Regions from separate parts of the Xenopus laevis genome. Here region 1 is linked to region 2. The links are chromatin contacts, called in public Hi-C maps. All regions are on one chromosome and are shown on one strand. The core of a region is the stretch at or near the end of the contact, and the rest is flanking DNA. Distances in the headings are between cores, read along the strand shown.

Region 1 (3,222 bases), core at 646-3,145, 72 kb before region 2:
GTGACACTTAGCCATACCCTTCTTGTATAAACAGATAATTAGAATGCAGGGTTATGGTATAAGTAAAAAGGGTAATTCAGAACATTGACTCTTTGTTTTGTAAAGAGCAAAAACAAGTTAGAATCATATAAAATAATGGAAGGAGAAAGATCTATGTCTGCCAGGAAGTATGCAAGCAGAAAATATGGCTAAGGTTTTATAACCCTGTCCCTGCCAACAATATAATTTTACTAGGTTGTTGGCAAAGGAAGTGCCTCTTCTACCAACCTCTAGTTTTGGCCTTTAGATCATTTTTGAACTCATGATTTGAACTGGATTCAGTACCATTCCCTGGATGTTTTGGCCTTCCTACTGTCTATACTGCTCACCACATTGTTTATCAACCTACAGTGCTGCACTTTTGTCTTTTGGCATTGCTGTAAAAGGAATTCTAAGCAAAAACCCAAAATCAAGTCTGAATAGGATTTTTACCATTATATTACAGGGGTGTTTTTTGCTGAAACATGTTCCTTGTCTTGCTGAAACACAAATTGTAACACAGTGCTGGGCTTTTCATCAGCTCTCTCAAACATACTTTCTGCACTTGCACTATGGAATACAGCAGTGCAACCCATTGTGTGTGGTTTTTACTTCAAGGGCATTATGTCATGGGTGTCTTCTATGTATGATACTTTTTTTTTTACACTGGTGTGCTTAGGTTATGGCACATGGGGTGTTTTTTCAGCCTGGCAAATTTAATTCAACTAAAAAGCACTTGTTGATCATCTTTCACAGAAGAGCAGGAATGAATACTTTTCAGACTGAAAATGAAAGACAATCTCATGTACATTTTAGTTTGCCGAAATACCTATGGCTAAAATGTGCCCTAGTAACATTAGCCTTAGATAACTTTTCACCTTTGGTTATTAAAATGTATTTGGTTAAAAAGTTAAAGGGATACTGTCATGGGAATTTTTTTTTTTTTTTAAATAACTCAGTTAATAGTGCTGCTCCAGCAGAATTCTGCACTGAAATCCATTTCTCAAAAGAGCAGATTATTTTATATTCAATTTTGAAATCTGACATGGGGCTAGACATATTGTCAATTTCCCAGCTGCCCCTGGTCATGTGACTTGTGCTCTGATAAACTTCAATCACTCTTTACTGCTTTACTGCAAGTTGGAGTAATATCACCCCCTCCCTTCCCCCCCCAGCAGCCAAACAAACGAACAATGGGAAGGTAACCAGATAGCAGCTCCCTAACACAAAATAACAGTTGCCTGGTAGATCTAAGAACAACACTCAATAGTAAAAACCCATGTCCCACTGAGAGACATTCAGTAGTAACATTGAGAAGGAAAAACAGCAGCCTGCCAGAAAGCATTTCTCTCTTAAAGTTCAGGCACAAGTCACATGACTGGGGGCAGCTGGGAAATTGACAAAATGTCTAGCCCCATGTCAGATTTCAAAATTTAATTTAAAAAAATCTGTTTGTTCTTTTGAGAAATGGATTTCAGTGCAGAATTCTGCTCGAGTAGCACTATTAACTGATGCGTTTTGAAAAAAACATGTTTTCCAATGACAGGATCCCTTTAATGGTTAATGCCTCTGTATTATTGATTTTGGTATAAAGTTATTCAGCTGAAGTTCAGTAACATCCAAAGTAAATGGAGCCTTATATAATAGCTGTTTGTACAGATAAAGAGTAGTCTATGATATAGGTTCTATTAGTTAGGGCTATGGTACATTTGGTATTTCTTTTACTGTCATTTTCTGTACTGCTGCCCATTACTGGCTTCTTGCATCATATCATTCTTTATTTGCCTTCAGTTCTTTTTCATTTCTATGTATCGTATGTCAGTGTCACGTATCCATCACTAGGGGTCCTCAGCTGCTTATGGTTCAGTGCAAGTGTCCTGCTCCCATTATGGATCGACATGTATAGACACTGGTTTCTAAGAAACTGGCAACACCAGCACACAGATATACTCTGCGTATACTCACATCAACAGCTTGCTGAGTCTAGCCAATGGCATTGAATAATAGGGCACAACATGATCAACAACTGAAAAGCTGAAAGCATGTATCATTATTACAGGGACATCTGGGCTGTTACAGTAAGTTCAAATGATAAAATACAGTATTTCCAGCAAAAATATTTTTTAGCCTTTAATTTTCCTTTAACCGTTACAATTGTATGGCAAACATTGGGTGACTGCTTATATCCTACCCTAGCTCTTTTAAAACATGTTGTTCACTTGTAGATACAGTAGTTTTTTCCTATCTCTATCACTATATTAACAATATGATCAATACACTGATTCATGCCCAAGCTTTTGCATTCATCTGTATTATTAACCACAGAGACAGATTAAGGTTGCAAATAAAATGGGTTTAATTAGAAAACACATATAGCAAAATATAGAAATCTAGCACAGGAGTCATTTCATGGACAACTGTGGTCACAAAACAGTTTGAATATACCAAGTTTTAGATCATGTGCATCAGCCAAAACAATTAAATTACCACAAAATAGGTTGCATAAAGTCAATAGGGTTACCAACAATGAAGTAGTACAATGCTTTGCTATGACTGCATAGAGTACCATCAAACTTCTAATTAGCCAGGTACAGTAATCATTGCTTATATTAAGCATGTTAGACATTAGTCATGCTGCCATCATTTTTCCTAGAGTTCTCCTAGACTCCCAGTTTGTGTTTCTGTATCAAGACTACATTGGTGGATTCAAAAAAACCAAAACATATTGTGTCCTTAATCTTCCACTTAAAGGAAAACTATACCCCCAAAATGAATACTTAAGCAACAGATAGTTTATATCAAATTGAATGACATATTAAAGAATCTTACCAAACTGGAATATATATTTACATAAATATTGCCCTTTTACATCTCTTGCCTTGAACCACCATTTCGTGACTCTATCTGTGCTGCCTCAGAGATCACCTGACCAGAAATACTACAACACTAACTGTAACAGGAAGAAGTGAGGAAGCAAAAGGCAGAACTCTGTCTGTTAATTGGCTCATGTGACCTTACATGTGGTTTGTATGTGTGCACAGTGAATCGTACGATCTCAGGGGGCGGCCCTTATTTTTTAAAATGGCAATTTTCTATTTATGATTACCCAATTGCACATACTACTAAAAAAGTATATTATTATGATAATGGTTCATTTACATGAAGCAGGGTTTTACACATGAGCTGTTTTACTCAGTATCTTTT
Region 2 (3,428 bases), core at 564-3,063:
TCATGCTCTCAGTACTGAATCCATGTTAGACAGCTGTAAACAATATTTCCAACTTGCTGCGTGCTTGATTCCCACCCTATTGTGCTTTGAAATCCTGCTCCTGCAGGCAGCAAAACACCTGAAAATACTATGCCATAGAAGTGAATGTACATTTCCTGCCTTTTTGCATGATAACACCATTTAAATTTTTAGGTGTTTTGTCACCCCATGGGAGCTATTTACTGGGTACTTTTCTAAAAATTCATCATTGCTATAGGGTTTTACTATGGCCTTCCATTTTCTCTTCTATTCTCCCAAGCTTAGTTTAGACCATACAGACCTGCAGGAACACAACTGAATCTTATCTGGAAATATAATTGGATTTTTGCACCCAAACAGGATTTATTTTCCAGTATCCTAATCAATATAGGCCAGCCAAAACTCCTTGCTAATGTAATACCGTGTATGGTTGCAAATCACAATAAACCCCTGCATTTTCCCCTATTCCTGTTCAGACTTCACAGTACATCGAGCTAGAACACATTTTTGTAATTATGTTTCCAAATCAACTCTAGCCAACTCTTGTAGGGATTCAGTGCTGCCTGGAGATATACCTTAAGTGAAGGAACATACTCAACTTTTTATATAATGGCAGCAGATAAGGACAAAGTTACACTATATATATAAATAAGAAACTGGTAGGTCATGTCATGTTATTTAATTTCCCATAGGTGATTTACATGGTATTCAGGGTTTAACAGTAAGGTTAACGGACCCAGTGGCTTCTAAGAGGCCAGGTATAAAGTGGGCCTAGTGTGGTCCAGATTAATTTGGGTGTCCATTTTACACACTTACGGTTTGGGTTGGTTTAACACATTTTTCCATAGGATCCATAACTGTAGAGCTGCACCACTGTATTCACTAGAACAAAACCACACACACAGCGCTTTGATTTAGGTGTGTCAGGATTCACTTTACTCCACCAGGTTCTGACTAGCCCATAGCCTTTGCTCTCAACCAGCCTGTTTTACTAATGAATATGCATAAAATGTATATATCAAGAACTTGGTAATATACATGCAGTCAATAAGCAAATATTGTTGTTATTTTTTTTACAGGCAAAAAATATAGAGCTTATATGAATAAATAGCCACAACCATTCTAAAGTATGTAAAAATGGTAATAATAAAAGGAAATTAAAGTGGTCTCTGAATTAAACCTGATTTTCCATAAAGGCTTGCAGACTTGGAAAAAAGAATCACATGCTAATGCAATTGTAATGCCATGAGCCCAAAATTATGCAACTACAACTCACACAAAAACCAGCACCTTTATATGGTCACTGAATGTGTCAGTGACATAACAGGGCTAATTTATGTGCAATTTTGAGTGCAATTTCCATGCCCCCGCCCCCATAATGTTGTATTTCCCCCAAAATTACAGTGTTGTTGCAGTCACAAAGTGGACAACTGCACCTGTGGTCATAAATGAGCCATATGATATCCATATATTTTACATTAGGTGTGCATTATTTACTATCTATAATGTAATGTGCCTTTAATAGGCATTTGTTCATTCTCGTCCACATAATAACTGTAGTTCAACCTCCATGCCTGTAGCCAAATGGCACAAAATGTGAATGCTCAGACATCCCTCCAAATGATCACATTACTGAAGAATATCACAATATTACTGAGCCAATTGTGCTCTCTATAATGTTGGGGGCGAGGGTATAATATGGGCAAATTAGTGCGTGCCCAGTCCTATGTGCAGAGAAGCAGATCCTCCCTGTATAGGTGAGATGTTCATGTCCAGTTCTGTAGATACTGTAGTTGTGGAAGTTCCATGGGACAATAGAAGAATCTGCATTACACACTTCTTAGTGACAAACCTTTTATCATGGAAAGGCCATCTCCAGTTTCAGGTTTCCCCACTATTGTTGTTCATTTTTCTGTTTGACTATTTATGATCCTTTGCTGTTCACCTACCTAATAGATAGTGTTACAAAACAATTGTAGAAGAACAATTCACCTCTTCTACAGTGTGATTTTATTTGCCATAGGGAGTCTTGTATGGTTTTTGGACCAGATGTTATCACTATCTCCAGGCTGCATTCAATGTGTTTTGTTTTCATGAGTTTGATATGAATCAACCTACACATGGGAAATTGCTGAAACTGAATTAGTGGATTAATGATTTCAAGTAAAGCCTAGTATGATGTTGTTTGTAAAGCACAGAATGTCTCCAATGCAAGTATCCACACGTTCAGAGGGAAACCAGGAAGCTTTTGGCATATTTAAACCATGATACATCTGCTTTCTTATCAATTGTTTTCTAAAAGAAAAATAAGTTGAAGTTAGAGGAAAATAATAAGCACAGTGGAAATGTATCCTAGATTCAGGATTATGAGCTACATTTGTCTCCATGGTCTGTGAAAATAAATATTGTGGTAATTAGACTTGATGATTCTTTTTAGATGCTCTATATACATGTATATAGAAAATAACCTGTTACTGCAAAATATAAAGAAGTCACCAAGAAGTTTTTGATCATATAAATGCAAGAAGATGCCTAGATGAGTTGTGCGACATAAGTGACATCACTGAACACCAGAAATGATGATGACATCATTAATCATTAATCATTAATTATGGAGAACAAAGTATATTGCTGAAGGGCTACTGCACACATAAATAATTTGAGTATTTCGTGGCCTTGCAATTTCTTTACAATTAACTTTTTGGACTTAATAAGGCCATTTTTCTGTAACATGTACCTAAAGCAGGGCCCTGCCAGGTCTGAAACATGCAGTGGCACGCTACTTTAAATCAACTACACTTTTTTGTATTCTAAAGGCTCTCTAGTGGATGCCCTATGGTATTATACAATATTAATTTAAGAACAAGTAAAGATTTAGTTCACATACAGCTCTCAGAAAGATTCAAACAATTTGTAGCCAATTCCTTTGCTGTGTGGGTTAAAAAGAGCTCAGGTGCCCTCTGTTGGACACAAATAAAACATACTGTGGCATTGAATAGGTGTTCCACTTTTTATATAGTTCACATCATATTCAAGTAGCACCTTTTAGCCTATGGCTGTCCCATAATTGTGTGGTGCAACAATTATAAATATTGGATTAAAGTGGTTGTCAAAGAAACATATTTATTCAGCATCTCTCCAGTTTACAATTTAAGCAGTCTGATTGCTATGGTCCAGATTACCCTAGCAACCATGCACTGATTTGAATAAGAGACTGGAATATTAATAGAAGAGGGCCTGAATAGAAAGATGAGCATTAAAGAGTAGCAATAACAATACATTTGTAGCCATAAAGAGTATTTGTTTTTAGATGGAGCCAGTGACCCCCTTGTGAAAGAGAATCAGAAGAAGAAGGCAAATAATTCAAAAACTATAAAAAATAAACAATTGGTTTTAAAGACCAATTAAAA

Evidence for each region. A called contact is a pair of places that touch in the nucleus more often than the background predicts.
Region 1: a contact with region 2 is called in a Hi-C map of the XTC cell line, with 7 times the contacts expected there. The contact joins two enhancer-like sites. A contact is called at or near these places in 2 of 4 Hi-C or Micro-C datasets (the XL177 cell line and the XTC cell line).

Annotation. Positions count from the first base shown.
Region 1 is chr9_10L:83,786,889-83,790,110 of Xenopus_laevis_v10.1, reverse strand. No RefSeq gene overlaps it. Among protein-coding and RNA genes, the nearest start is that of ramp1.L, 24 kb to the left of the region's middle. Within about 2 kb of position 1,895, at least 1 of the 7 cell types and tissues checked has an H3K27ac peak or open chromatin away from gene starts, as enhancers often do.
Region 2 is chr9_10L:83,714,481-83,717,908 of Xenopus_laevis_v10.1, reverse strand. No RefSeq gene overlaps it. Among protein-coding and RNA genes, the nearest start is that of sh3bp4.L, 32 kb to the left of the region's middle. Within about 2 kb of position 1,813, at least 1 of the 7 cell types and tissues checked has an H3K27ac peak or open chromatin away from gene starts, as enhancers often do.